Regions from separate parts of the Hordeum vulgare genome. Here region 2 is linked to region 1. The links are chromatin contacts, called in public Hi-C maps. All regions are on one chromosome and are shown on one strand. Each heading gives the region's core, a stretch centred on a gene start, on an enhancer-like site or on the middle of the called end of the contact. The rest is flanking DNA. Distances are from core to core; before and after follow the strand shown. Region 1 holds the start of LOC123398243 (patatin-like protein 3). Region 2 holds the start of LOC123452125 (vacuolar protein sorting-associated protein 2 homolog 2).

The links. A called contact is a pair of places that touch in the nucleus more often than the background predicts.
Region 2: a Hi-C map of leaf shows a contact between it and region 1, with 4 times the contacts expected there. The contact joins the promoter of LOC123452125 here to the promoter of LOC123398243 in region 1. A contact is called at or near these places in 3 of 6 Hi-C or Micro-C datasets (leaf and seedling) and 1 of 1 datasets of contacts at active chromatin or transcription factors (embryo).

What each region holds. Positions count from the first base shown.
Region 1 is chr5H:522,031,676-522,038,630 of MorexV3_pseudomolecules_assembly, forward strand. LOC123398243 (patatin-like protein 3) reads left to right here and starts at 3,283. Exons shown (of 1, transcript XM_045092735.1): 1 at 3,283-5,002. The coding sequence starts at 3,422. The coding sequence ends at 4,753.
Region 2 is chr5H:522,207,316-522,214,270 of MorexV3_pseudomolecules_assembly, forward strand. It overlaps LOC123452125 (vacuolar protein sorting-associated protein 2 homolog 2), which reads left to right and starts at 3,155. Exons shown (of 11, transcript XM_045128710.1): 1 at 3,155-3,352; 2 at 3,788-3,832; 3 at 3,959-3,993; 4 at 5,451-5,501; 5 at 5,590-5,694; 6 at 5,789-5,860; 7 at 5,995-6,066; 8 at 6,588-6,668; 9 at 6,885-6,920. The coding sequence starts at 3,319.

The DNA.
Region 1 (6,955 bases), core at 2,033-4,532:
ACGTTAGGCATGGCTAAAGTAAGTATACTCTTCTCGGCCGGCCGGTTTAGCTTTCCCGGCGGCGCCTCGGCCGGGCACTTTATGTAGCATGGGTGACAATGCCAGTTGGACTGGAGCTGGCTTTATCTTAGCTTAACGTCTGATATCTTTTCACGAAAACAAACGTCTGATATTCAGTTGCACCTGTGCGCCGTCTGTTGTTGTTTCTTTTCTCTCTCTCTGTGTGTGTACGTGTTGACGAGCTGAGGAAAGCTCGGAGGAAGGAGCGGAGCAACCACCGGGCGATGCGATATACCCGATTCCGGTGCGAGATCTCCATGTCCGAGCGGCGCCTAGCAGCCTCAACCACTCCCGGGTTTGTTAATTCGCATTGTATAGCTTTAACTAAGCCAGCTGCATGTGCATGCACCCCGAGTTTCAGCACACGGACAAGGAGGGCACCGTCGCCATCTCTGTCTTCGGTTGCTCAAGCCAAGCCGGCCGATCGATCGATCGATCGATCGACCAAACCAAGAAAAAAGAGCTTGTTTGGACTATCATAGGTGGCGTAACTAGCTAGGTCGCCGTGACAAGAATATCTAAACGTGATCATTTGTTTCGACCAGCCTTGCTGATTAGTGGCAACCAATCATGCGGATACATCGTAATCAAATTAAGGAATTTGCTAATGAGCGGCATGTACGTGGTTGTGATAGTGCGGCGATCGGCTATTAGTTTATTCAGCCTTCAGATTTCTCGATCCACGAGCATCAAATTGCAAAAACTCAATCATGCGATCATAATAATGGGCGTCGCTATTTGTAGGTTGCCTTTGAAAATAATATATATATATATATATATATATATATATATATATATATATATATATATATATATATATATATATATATATATATCAAATTATAGGGGTTTTCCTTCCCTACGCCTTGGCAGCCAGTGTAAACCCTCCCTCTAGGATTCGCTGGTGAGGCCATGGATTCGGCACCCCTCCCGTCTGCCGCTCCGACGACCGGTGATGAGGAGGGAAGTCTCGATGCCTCCGCGACGATTAGTAGTTTAGGTTCGTTTTTAAGTCCTCGTGGGTTTGGCGTTCGGATGGATAGCGACACTTCTTTAAGTTTGATGTTCGGCCTTCGATCTTCGTCAAGTTGGTCCACCTGGATGCAGTCGACACAGTTCTGGCGTAAATTCCTGCCGCCTCATTGGGGCGGTGTTGTTAGAGTTTCTTGTTGTGTGACGATATTTGGTTTCAGTTGCTTCTGATCTATTCAAGGATTCAACGACAACGACTGCGGCTCCACGGCGTTAGACCTTGGGGCACGTGGACGAAGAATTTCCGGCTGTCATCGATAAGGTCATGTTGTCTCCGGTAAGGGAGCGATGACAATGCGTGTCAGCGTCTCATTTGGGCAACAACATTGGTTGTTCGATGGCCACAGAATCTTGATGTGTTTTTCATTATTATGTTTAACGTGCTTTGTACTTTCGGTGAACTTCGATAATAGATCTTCATCATTTTCGCCAAAAAATTTGCCTACAAAAAGTTGTACCGGTCGAGTTTTCAAATGTAGAACTAAAATTTGCCAGGCGTATGTCTTCTTTCTCTCACCCGTCATCTTCCTCCTGGTGTCCCTTTGACGCTGTCTCGGCCGCCTGCCTTGTCGTCCCACCCTTCCCAAGTCTCTACCTTCCTTGAATTGTCGCTCCCGACCATCCAATAACCCCCTCCCCCCAACCCATCTTCTTTTTCTTCTTCAGCTATACTAGCTCAACCCACACCCCTAATCATCATCCCTGGCTCTAGGCTGCTCGAGGTTTCGGTGACGACCCCGCATTTTGATGTGGCTTGTTGTGGTGACCCGTCTTCACTCTCACGGATGCGCTCTGTAAATCGACTGATGCAAGTTGAGCTGACGCAACTTACCAATAGCAAACACATATAACAATTTCACACGCGCGGCGACGACGGGAATGGGAGAAGGCTAAACCTTCAACAAACCTTGAAAGCAGACCTAGCAAGAGAGCTTGGCCAAGTTTGAAACTTTCTACCTGTTCACTAAAATGTCATTTCTTTTCTCGTGGGAGAAGGATGGATTGCCAATGCCAACGATATGTTTGTAGCTGCGTTGGAGATACCATCTACTTCATCCGTTCGGAAATACTTTTTGAAGAAATTGATGTAAGGGAGTAGTTTGTAGGTTTTGCTGTATCTTGGCAAAATTGCATGCCATGATTCGGTACGGCTTTGGTTGTGCGTTTGTACGTACCGTACGTACGTATATGGTCCAGGGTCCCGGCCCCGGCCCGGAGAGACTTACTGTTACTGGGTTGGTCAGGGGTAACACGTCGCTGGAAGCAGTCATGTCGGCAAGTACGCTGTCGCCGGCCGACGCATTAACGAAGCCAGCCAGACCGATCGTAGATCTGCGGGCGCTGCGTTTCATCACATCCCGCATTTCTCCTATAGATCGAATCTACCGCCACTTGCTCCGGTCGACCGAATCCAAGTGAAAGCCAGCAAGCTCAGCTCGTACTCGCAGTGCTGCCACATGAACACCACCACGTGCGTCCGAATCTACCACGTACCGCTACCACGAGCACAGGGTACTGAAGAACTACTGCCGCCTGCTTAGCTGGAGCGATCTACTCGTACTTGCTGTGATGAAGCCTGACTGTACGGCACGTACTTCGCACCTGCACAGTGGCTTACACCCCTCACGTGTGCAAAAGAAACCACGTCGACGTAGACAAGCCGCGGTGGCGCTCCCAGATCCAGCGCCGACGCTCCGCCGTGCCGCCATTAACTGTGCCGGCCTGTACGACCGTACTTGCGCCACGGACTCTCCCCTTCCCATCGGGGGCCTCCGGCTGACTCGCGGGGCCCCTCCGACGTGGCACTCGCCGGATCGCGCTCTTGATCCCGTCGGTGAGCGGGGCCAATCACGAGCTGCCTGTCGGGCCCGCCGGACAGCCGCAGAGCGGGGCCGGTCCACGCCCCGCACGCGCGCGGTGTCCGCGGGGAAGCTTCCCGCCCGCCTCGTGCCGCGCCGGGATCGCGGCCGACGGACAGCGACGGACGCTTCCTGTTCGTGCAGGCCGACTCCACGCGGTCGCATCCCTGCCGTCCATCGCGGGACCGACGGCCCCGGCGCGTCCGTACCAGGCTGTCGGGCTCGCGCTTCCCTCCTCCGCGCGCCATGTTCCTACGCGTGGCTCCCTCCCTCCTCTGCCCCCGCCCGCGCGTATATATGACCTCGACCTTGACTCACTCGACAGCATCGCACTCGCACCACTATCAACATCCATTGCAACATCCATTGCAAACTGAGCTAGCTCCTGTGCAGGCAAGGCAGAGCGCACGGTACGACGTGCCAGGTACAGGTAGTACGTGCAAGTGCAAGTTCCGTGCTTCGCGGCTGAGATGGAAGCCATGGCGTCGCCGGTCCCCATGGACGTCGACAAGCTCAGCTACGAGATCTTCGCCTTGCTGGAGAGCAAGTTCCTGTTCGGCGCCGGAGGGGCCGGCTGCCTGTCCGGCCCGGGCACGCCGTTCCGAGGCGCCAGCGACGGCCGCGTGCGCGTGCTGGCCGTCGACGGCTGCGGGGCCGGCGCGGGGGACGCGCTCCTCGCCGCGGCCGCGCTCGCCAGGCTCGAGGCCGGCCTGCGCCAGCGCGCCGGCGACCCCGACGCCCGCGTTGCCGACTTCTTCGACGTGGCTGCTGGAGCTGGCGCGGGCGGCGTGCTCGCGGCCATGCTGTTCCTGAAGGGAGCCGATGGGCGGCCGCGGTACACGGCCGAGGAGGCGCTGGCCTTCGTCGCCGGGAGCGTCGGGAAGGACTGGGGCGGCCGGCGCCGTGGGTGGACCAAGCTGTTCCGCGGCGGGGCGAGGAAGGCTGAGCGGTCCTTCCGGCGGGTGTTCGGCGACGCCACGCTCAGGGACACCGTGGCCCCGGTGCTCGTGCCCTGCTACGATCTCGCCACGGGTGCGCCGTTCATGTTCTCGCGCGCCGACGCCGTCGAGAGCGACAGCTTCGACTTCCGCCTCGCCGACGTCTGCGCGGCCACCTGCGCCGCCAGCGGTGCGGCCGCGGCCGTCAGGTCGGTCGACGGGCGCACGGCCATCGCCGCCGCGTCCGGCGCCGTGGCTGCCATGGGCAATCCGGCTTCCGCAGCGATCACGCACGTCCTCCACAACAAGCAGGAGTTCCCCCTCGCCGTCAGCATGGACGACATCCTCGTCCTGTCCATCGGCACCGGCGCGTCGTCCTCTGCCGCCACCTGCGGCCACGGGTGGAGCACGCCGATGCCCACGCGCTCGCCGTCGCGAGACGAGCTGGCGCGCGTCACCGCCCAGGGAGTCGCGGACATGGTCGACGAGGCCGTCGCCATGGCATTCGGGCACGCGAGCGACAGCAACTACGTCCGCCTGCAGGCTAGCAGCGCACTCGATTCTCCGTGCACGCAGACGGCCGGCGCGGCGGCCGGAGCAATGCTCTCGCAGCGGAACGTGGAGTCCGTGCTGTTCCGGGGACGGAGGCTGTCGGACAGGACGAACGCCGAGAAGGTCGATGCCCTGGCGGCGGAGCTGGTGAAGGAGCAGGAGCGGCGGATGCGCAGCCCACTCCCGAACGTGGTCATCAAGCAGGTGGCCTCGCCGCGGCTGTCGTCGGCAACCACCGCCTCGTCGGTCACCGCGACGGTGAGGACGGCGTCAACGATGCCGTCGCCGGCGTCGTGGGATTCTCGCCAGTAACTAAGTTGTTGGTAGGCCCTTTCGACGTGACAGGGAACTCGTGTACGTTCGGATGACGCTGAGGCAGCGCTAACACAGCGAGCGCGTGTTCTTTTGTTCTTTCCACTTGCGAGACACTGACGTGTGGGGTTCGTGCTTGAAAATGTGATTTGGTTATGCAAATTAGCCGAGTTTGGACGCCCAATGGAGGAATTGAATGTCTGAGAGCCTGAGATCACAAGGAAACGAAGGTGGGTGATCATGTGCCAATGGCATTGTTAAAATAATACTTTCTTCGTTTAAAAATAATTATCGGAGACGGAGAGATGGATGAGAATATACCCTAAATTACTTTCTCCACAAATGAAGAAAAAAAAGATCTATATGAAACTAAAATTTGTCTACCATCGTCATCGTCTCAAAATACTTATCGATAAATGAATGGAAGTATTCCCTAAGTACTCCCTCCGTTCCTAAATATAAGTCTTTGTAGAGATTTCACTAGTGTATATAAACATATTTTATACTATATATTTAATCATTTTGATCCGTATGTAGACCCTTAGTAAAATCGTTTAAAAGATTTATATTTAGGAACGGAGGGAGTACGAAATTACTCTCGCACACAAAAAAATACTGACAAATAATTCCGAATGAAGGAGTACAATACGAAATTGTTTTGCTTAATTGGGAATGGCGTTCTCTGCTGGGAGTGAACTCCGACTCGCACTCGGTGAGACCTATCGAGGCCAAAACGGATGCCCTCTTTTCCGTGCTACAATACCGCATCGACACCACTTCTTCGAGTGAAGTGTGAATAAACCCCAAGGTTGCACAGGCTGACACAGACGAACCCTCACCTTCAAATCCCTGAGTTGCCCGGTTAATCCCGACCCTGCGTTAGTACATCCTTGTGTGGTGTAACTGGAAATGTGTGATCCTAATACGTCTCCAACGTATCTATAATTTTTGATGGTTCCATGCTATTATCTTGTCAACTTTGGATGTTTTGTATGCATTTTATATCTTTTTTGGGCCTAACCTATTAACTCAGTGCCAAGTGCCAGTTTCTTTTTTTTCCGTGTTTTTGACATTTTTTAGAGAAAAATATTAAAGGGAGTCCAAACGGAATAAAATCTTCGGAATGATTTTTTCCGGAACAGAAGATACGCAGGGAACTTGAGAACCAAGTCAAAGGCTCCCGGGGGAAGCCACAAGCCCCCTAGCCGCGGCCTGGGGGGCGCCTAGCAGGCTTGTGGCCCCCCCGTGGCTCCTTTGCCCTACCTCTTCCGCCTATAAATTCCCTAAAAATCTCAAACCACGGGAGAGAGCCACGAAAATACTTTTCCGTCGCCGCAAGCTTCTGTCTCCGCAAGATCCCATCTGGGGACCGTTCTGGTGCCCTGCCGGAGGGGGATTCGGACACGGAGGGCTTCTTCATCAACACCATTGCCTCTCCGATGATGCGTGAGTAGTTCACCACAGACCTTCGGGTCCATAGCTATTAGCTAGATGGCTTCTTCTCTCTCTTGGATCTTCAATACAAAGTTATATGATCTTCATGGAGATCTATCCGATGTAATATTCTTTTGCGGTGTGTTTCTCGAGATCCGATGAATTGTGGATTTATGATGAGATTATCTATGAATATTATTTGAGTTTCTTCTGATCTCTTATATGCATGATTTCGTATCCTTGGAATTATCTTCGAGTTGTGGGTTTCGTTTGGCCAACTTGATCTATAATTCTTGCAATGGGAGAAGTGCTTGGTTTTGGGTTCATACCGTGCGGCGTCCTCACCCAGTGACAGAAGGGGTAGCGAGGCACACACCGTGTTGTTGCCATCAAGGGTAAAAAGATGGGGGTTATATCTATTGCATGAATTTATCCCTCTACATCATGTCATCTTGCTTAAAGCGTTACTCTGTTTGTTATGAACTCAATACACTGGATGCATGCTGGATAGCGATCGCTGTGTGGAGTAATAGTACTAGATGTAGAAAGTATCGGTCTACTTGTCTCGGACGTGATGCCTATATGTATGATCATTGCCTTAGATATCATCATGACTTTGCGCGGTTCTATCAATTGCTGACAGTAATTCGTTCACCCACCGTAATATTTGCTATCATGAGAGAAGCCTCCAGTGAACACTAAGGCCCCCGGGTCTACTTCACATCATATTTTTAGCTCTACACTTTTACTTTGTTGCACTTTCCACCT
Region 2 (6,955 bases), core at 1,905-4,404, 180 kb after region 1:
TGCATGCTGGATAGCGGTCGATGTGTGGAGTAATAGTAGTAGATGCAGACAGTATCGGTCTACTTGTCTGTGACGTGATGCCTATATGTATTATCATTGCCTTAGATATCATCATGACTTTGCGCGATTCTATCAATTGCTCGATAGTAATTTGTTCACCCACCGTAATATTTTCTATCATGAGAGAAGCCTCTAGTGAACACTATGGCCCCCAGGTCTACTTCACTTCATATTTTCAGCACTACACTTTCACTTTGTTGCACTTTCCGCCTTTAGATCTCACCTTGCAATCAATCGTGAAGGGATTGACAACCCCTTTATAGCATTGGGTGCAAGTTTGTTTGTTTTTGCGCAGGTACTTTGGAGACTTGCCTTGATACTCCTACTGGATTGATACCTTGGTTCTCAAACTGAGAGAAATATTTACTGCTACTGTGTTGCATCACCCTTTCCTCTTCAAGGGAAAAACCAACGCAAGCTCTTGGGAAAGGTCGCGCTGGCCACGCGGGGCAGCGACGGGACTGGGCCGTCCTTGGCGATGTGGCTGGGCTCCGGCCTGTGGTGTCGAGGCTGGCAAGGCTTGGGCGCGGTCAACGCCTCGCTCCCGAGCGAGACGAGAAGCAGGGCGCCGACGGCGCTCGGTGTCAGCGGCGGGGTGACACGTTGGGCAACGGCAAGGCGCGGGGCACGCATATATGGTCTAGTGGGGATGGATTTGTCCGGAGGATGGCGATATGTGGCAGGGTGAGCTCTGGCAAGGCCATGGCTTCATGCGGGGGAGAGAGGTTAGAGAAGGGAGAGAAATAGAGAAGGAAGAAGGAGCATGTGTTGCGATGGGTCCAGCGTGGTTCGACGACAAAGGCGTGGCCTGGGCGCTCCGGCAAGGCTATGGTCGACGGGATCGGAGCGGCGGCTCAGGCACTTCACGGCGGTGGCTTCGACCATGGGCGACGACGGTTGCGGGCAACGACGGCTCGGCGCGTATCTCGAGGGCGCAAGCAGGGGCGGTCGGATCTCAGTTGTGTGGGCCGGCAGCGGATGGGGGCTGTGGGGCAACACGTGACCGCCTCTGGTTGGCCACAGGGACGACTGCGACGGCTGGGTGGTGCTGGCTGCGCCAAGTGGTGGCGGTGAATCTGCCAGCACGAAAAATGATGCGCGAGGGGGCGGCTGGGTAGAGGTAGGTGGAGGCTAGGGTTAGGCAGGCTAGGGGTAACTTCCTTATATAGGAGAGGGTAACTACAGAATCTCGTGCGCCTCTCATTGATGAACCCCTTTTTCCTTTATCTTCTAGGGTATTAGACCATTTTTGAGTCGTTCGATCGCAATCATACGACTCTAGTCATGGGGACATGGTAGGTTGGGCTAGATGGGCTCTTTAGAGTGGGTTGGGCTGAGAAGAGAGAAAACTTGTGGCCCATGACAGGGTTTTCATAAACTGAAAACATCTGACAATAAACCGGCTGGTGCCGCTATATGTTTAATGGTTCGGGTATCAAACGACCTCCGAATGTGATGAAACTTGGCAGGTAGTCTATCTACAATAAAGTAAGACCGCACGCGAACTTTCGTCCCATTCCGAAAAAAAATTATACACACTTTTAAAAACCATATTTTGAGATGTCGCGGGCGTGTGTGATTGATCTCGAAACGGTCGATGACGAGAACAGAGAGAACCGACAACTAATAACGGATGCAAGTTTTGAAAATTGATGCCAACGGAGTGCTGATGCAATGCGGATGATGCGCATGATGCGATGATGAATACGATAATCAAATAAATCACATGTTAATAACGAAATAAAAAAAATCTTCTGAAGCATCGATTTCGGGTTGTTACTGATCCACAAGGAGGAGACGCGCTTCGTTAACTCTTCTTCCACTTTCATGACTAAGCATCTGGTCGTAAAACTAGTTTCGTGATCTATCTACACAACATGTTTGGTTCGTGAGGTACAATTTTTCTTTTGCAATAGTGTAGTGTACACCCTAATAACAACACCCGAGCCCCTCCAACAACACTTATAGATGACAAACCATCTTTCAATTTATTTTACAATTCCCACTAGAGATCATGTGTGAACCGGTTCACAGAGAAGCCCTCAAATCATGGCAATGAATGTGTTACAAAAGTCATGGCAACGAATGCGAGGGAAGGGGGAGAGAGTTCGGGGTGTAATTGGTGACCCTATGAGCACCTTCGAAAGAGTGAGTGAACATATCATTTTGACATTTAAGAAATCATTGTAAACGCCCTATCATCGACGAAAACGTCTTCTCCTACTAAATGCACATCACAAAAAATCCTAAAACAAATTCAAAAATAATACGAGCACCAAGACCTGAACGCTAATAAGCTGAGATATCATTGTCCGTCTAACCATCCAACTACATGTTACTCCCTCCGTTCTTTAATATAAGACATTTTAAAGATTTCACTATAAACTAGATACAGAGCAAAATGAGTGAATCTACATCCTAAAATATGACTACATACATCCGTATGTAGTTCATAGTGAAATCTCTAAAATGTCTTATATTTAAGAACGGAGGGAGTAGTTCACAACGAAGAAAGGATTAACAAGGCACAAAAAGACCAGTGACATGTTTATATGTCTACTAGAGAACTAAAAAAGGCTAAGCCTGAAAGGATATCTCTCTCTCACTACAAACAGAATTCCTGAAGGAAAAAAGATAGGCGGCGACATTATTGCTTCCGAGAGCGGCATTTTACACTGCAATGATTTATTTCCATAGAAAGAATGAGTAGATCTCTCCCAGAGTGGAAGGGAATAAATTTCCGAAATCTTTTACCCGGGCATGATATCAGCAACAACCGTAAAATCAGCTTCCGTAAGAAAAGAAAAGAGAAAAGAAATAGGAGTAATAAATAAAAAAATGAAAAGGAAAGACCGGCAGACAGGGAGGAGTGGGGGCGTGCCCCAGGCGCTCCTCCCGTGCTGCGTGTCCATCCGCACGCCTGGCGCTGCCTACCCAGCCGAACTCACACGACTGATGAAGCGGACCCGCACCCCCTCCGGACCCACGCCTCATGGGAGAAGCCCGAACCGCACCGGTGTCCCTGGAACCAAGCATTCCGTTCAACGCTGCAACGGCTACTAAAAAGCCCAAATAGCCTGCGAACTGCCCGTTGGGCTCGGCGCCGTCACACCTCGCTCGCACAAAGACAGGACAGGGTCTCTCTCTCTCTCTCTACTCCGCTCTGTAGCACTCGCCATTTTCCGAAATCTGTTAGAGAGAGAGAGAGGGGGAGCTAGGTTTTCCCTGCGCTCGGGCGATCCAGCAGGAGCGGCCACCATGAACATCTTCAGGAAGAAGGTCGACCCCAAAGGTACGGCCCAGTTCCCTGGATTCGCGCCGCTGCCCCGGTTCAGATTGGGGGGGGGGGGGGGGGGGGGGGGGTTCGGCGATTCTAGTGGGGTTCTAACCTCGCCTCGATCCGCCCCCGCCCCCCCCCCCCCCCCCCTCTCGCCGCCCCGCCGATTTGGCCTGATCTGCGGCTCGGGCTTCGGTGACGCGGCTGTTTCTGCGATCCAAAGCGAGATCTTTCATGTGTTTTGGCCGCCTTCTTGGTCCGGGGGAAAAACTTTTCCGTAAGTAGGGTTTTAGGGTAACCTAGCGCCTGTGTGGATGGAGGATAAATCGAGAATCCCCTGGGTGTCGGAGTCGCTGAATTCATTCGTGGGTGTGCTGCAAATTGCGAATTAACTGACAGTGTGGAGTTTGGCGTCGCGGACTAATGGCCTGATGCTTTTGTCACCTTCAGAGGCTCTCAGGACGAGCAAGCGAGAGATGTCAGTCGCCACAAGAGGTGAGAATTTCACTGAATAAGATTACAACAGACAGCGATACTAGCTTAAGTAGCAGCTCTTGAAGAAAAATGTAGTTGGCAATGTGCTAATTTCTGACACCATTTCTCTCCTTTTGCATATTGTAGGAGTTGAGCGAGAGATTGGCTCCCTGCAAATGGAGGTATGTAGTAAGCGAAGGGCCTTTTCTTTTTCTTTCCACAAGGCAAACAAGGGGCAGATTTCACAAAGTTGCTTGGTTGGGTTGAATCCGCTGTTCTCACATTGTATGAGTAAACTGATTGATACAAACAATATGCTACTGTCTTTGAGCCCATGGGATTTTTTTTCCTTTTAGGAGTGTGATAGTAGTCCCACTGTCATACTGAACTAGAATAGAATGGATGTCAAGCTCCCACCATACAATAGAGGCAAGACAAGACTGACTCGGTTGAGATTAAGTAGCGCTGCCACTGTTGATATTATTCTATTATTATGCTTCTGGTGTGCAATGGACCAGACAGCGGGGGTTTGCTCCTGAGATGTTTTTGGATAGTACCAAAAATAACTTTTTTGGAAAATAGCTCACTATTATTTGTTTTTGGATCTTCGTTCAGGAATTAAAGCAACAAATTGCAAATCTGATCAGTGCCATATGCTGTTGATACTTCATTTTGGACCTTCTACTTAAATTTATGCCTTGGTTTTCTTCGATAAAATTGCATTAAATTATACCAAGTGAAAATTGTGCTAAAATATTCTTATTTTTGCAATTGAAATGCTTATACACACTTTTATTGAGTCTGTGAGGTGCCTCAAACTCCTAGAGGTCTTCATCCCCTCTTCTGCTACCATATCCTCATGCTATAGGAGTGGAAACCACAGCAGTTTACTCCAGAAAGGGCATGAAGCAGCAGCATCACTTTGATGATATACGAGATAGAGTTGGGGTAGCGCCAATTGAAGAGAAGCTTGTCCAACATCGTCTGAGATGGTTTGGGCATATTCAGCGCAGGCCTCCAGAAGCCCCAGAATATGCGCATGAAGCAGCATCATCACTTTGATGATATACAAGATAGAGTTGGGGTAGCGCCAATTGAAGAGAAGCTTGTCCAACATCGTCTGAGATGGTTTGGGCATATTCAGCGCAGGCCTCCAGAAGCCCCAGAATATGCGCATGAAGCAGCATCATCACTTTGATGATATATGAGATAGAGTTGGGGTAGCGCCAATTGAAGAGAAGCTTGTCCAACATCGTCTGAGATGGTTTGGGCATATTCAACGCAGGCCTCCAGAAGCCCCAATGCATAGCGGACGGCTAAAGCATGCTGATAATGTCAAGAGAGGTCGGGGTAGACCGAACTTGACATGGGAAGAGTCCGTAAAGAGAGATCTAAAGGATTGGAGCATCACCAAAGAACCAGCCATGGACAGGGGTGCGTGGAAGCTTGCTATCCATGTGCCAGAACCATGAGTTGGTCGCTAGATCTTATGGATTTCACCTCTAGCCTACCCCAACTTGTTTGGGACTAAAGGCTTTGTTGTTGTTGTTGTTGTATTATGGTAGTTCCACTTGCCACTCTGCAATGGCTTGTGTGTATTGTATTGTTTGGTTTCCTAACGCCGTAGTGGTACCATTAGGAGAAGAAGCTGGTTGCTGAGATCAAGAAGACTGCCAAGACTGGAAATGAGGTAAGTATGTAAAGATATTGAGTAAGATCCCTAATCCATAACAATTTTCTTATTGATATCTTACAATACGTGTTCTGTATTGCTATAGGCTGCAACCAAAATTCTAGCCCGGCAACTAGTCAGGCTTAGGCAACAAATCGTCAATTTACAAGGTACACGAGCGCAGATACGCGGAGTAGCTACTCACACACAGGTATGCCTAGCTTTCAGTTTGATTTATACAACTGCAAATTTTGAGCATGGACAAAATACACTTACTATTGTGTGTGAACCATCTATTTGTCAAGGCAATGTATGCTGGAACTTCAATATCTGCTGGAATGAAAGGCGCAAGCAAAGCGATGGCAGCAATGAATAAGGTATGACGAAAAACAGCCATGGTTGGTTGGCTGTTCTTTAACTATTGACCTTTTCCAATCTCTAGTCATTCTTTTCCTGTGAACTTATTATTGAACTGTGTATCCTGAGATGGTTGGTGCATTTTTTTTTTCAGCAAATGGAACCAACGAAGCAGATGAAGCAGATGAGAGAATTCCAGAAGCAATCATCTCAATTGGACATGACGGTAATAGCATTTCGGACATTCTTTAATTGTTTAGATGTATCACATTATGTAGATGTATTTGTTGGTTAGTTATTACTATTGTACAGCAATCATTGTTTTCTGGAGATGATTAATCCTATTTATTGTGGACTTCTCATGATCTACACTGTATGAGCATTCTGAGATATCATCCACTCAAATTGCTCACTCTATTTCCATGTGTTCTGAGAATTCCTTTTGTAATTTTGTACACACATTAGCGTGTTCTGAGAATTTCTTATGTAATTTTGTACACACATCAGCTATGTTTCCCTCCACCGTGCCATTTTATATATATCTGTGAATCAATACAACATCTTAAAAAAGTTAGCTGTTTCAATATCTTTATAACTTATTTGTCAGTTCGGTCAGATATGTCACTGTTCTTACAGATGTATTCAAAGAAATGTTCTAGCTGTCAGCTTGAGATCAACAACTTATTGCCAAGATCCCTTTAAATTGTTTTTTCTTTCTGAAAATTAAGATCAACTATTTCCATGCAGCTTGAGATGATGTCTGATGCCATCGATGAAACACTAGATAAGGATGAGGCTGAAGAGGAAACAGAAGAGCTCACGAACCAGGTGAAATGCTAATTATATTCTGCTTTTTGATGAGGGAGGGAGTACGTTTTGGCTCCCTTGGGCAAGCATTTTTGGCACAGCTTGTTAGCTGCCTGACAAAGCTAACTTTCTTCAAACGGATCCCCTCACTGCTAAGCAAGAGTAAAAAAGACCTTGTATTGAAATGTTCCCTAATTCTTACATGATATGTGATATATTCCTCTGCCCTCGATGCAGGTTCTGGATGAGATTGGTGTTGATGTGGCTTCTCAGGTAAATATGCCTGTTCATTCTACACGGACCAGCAT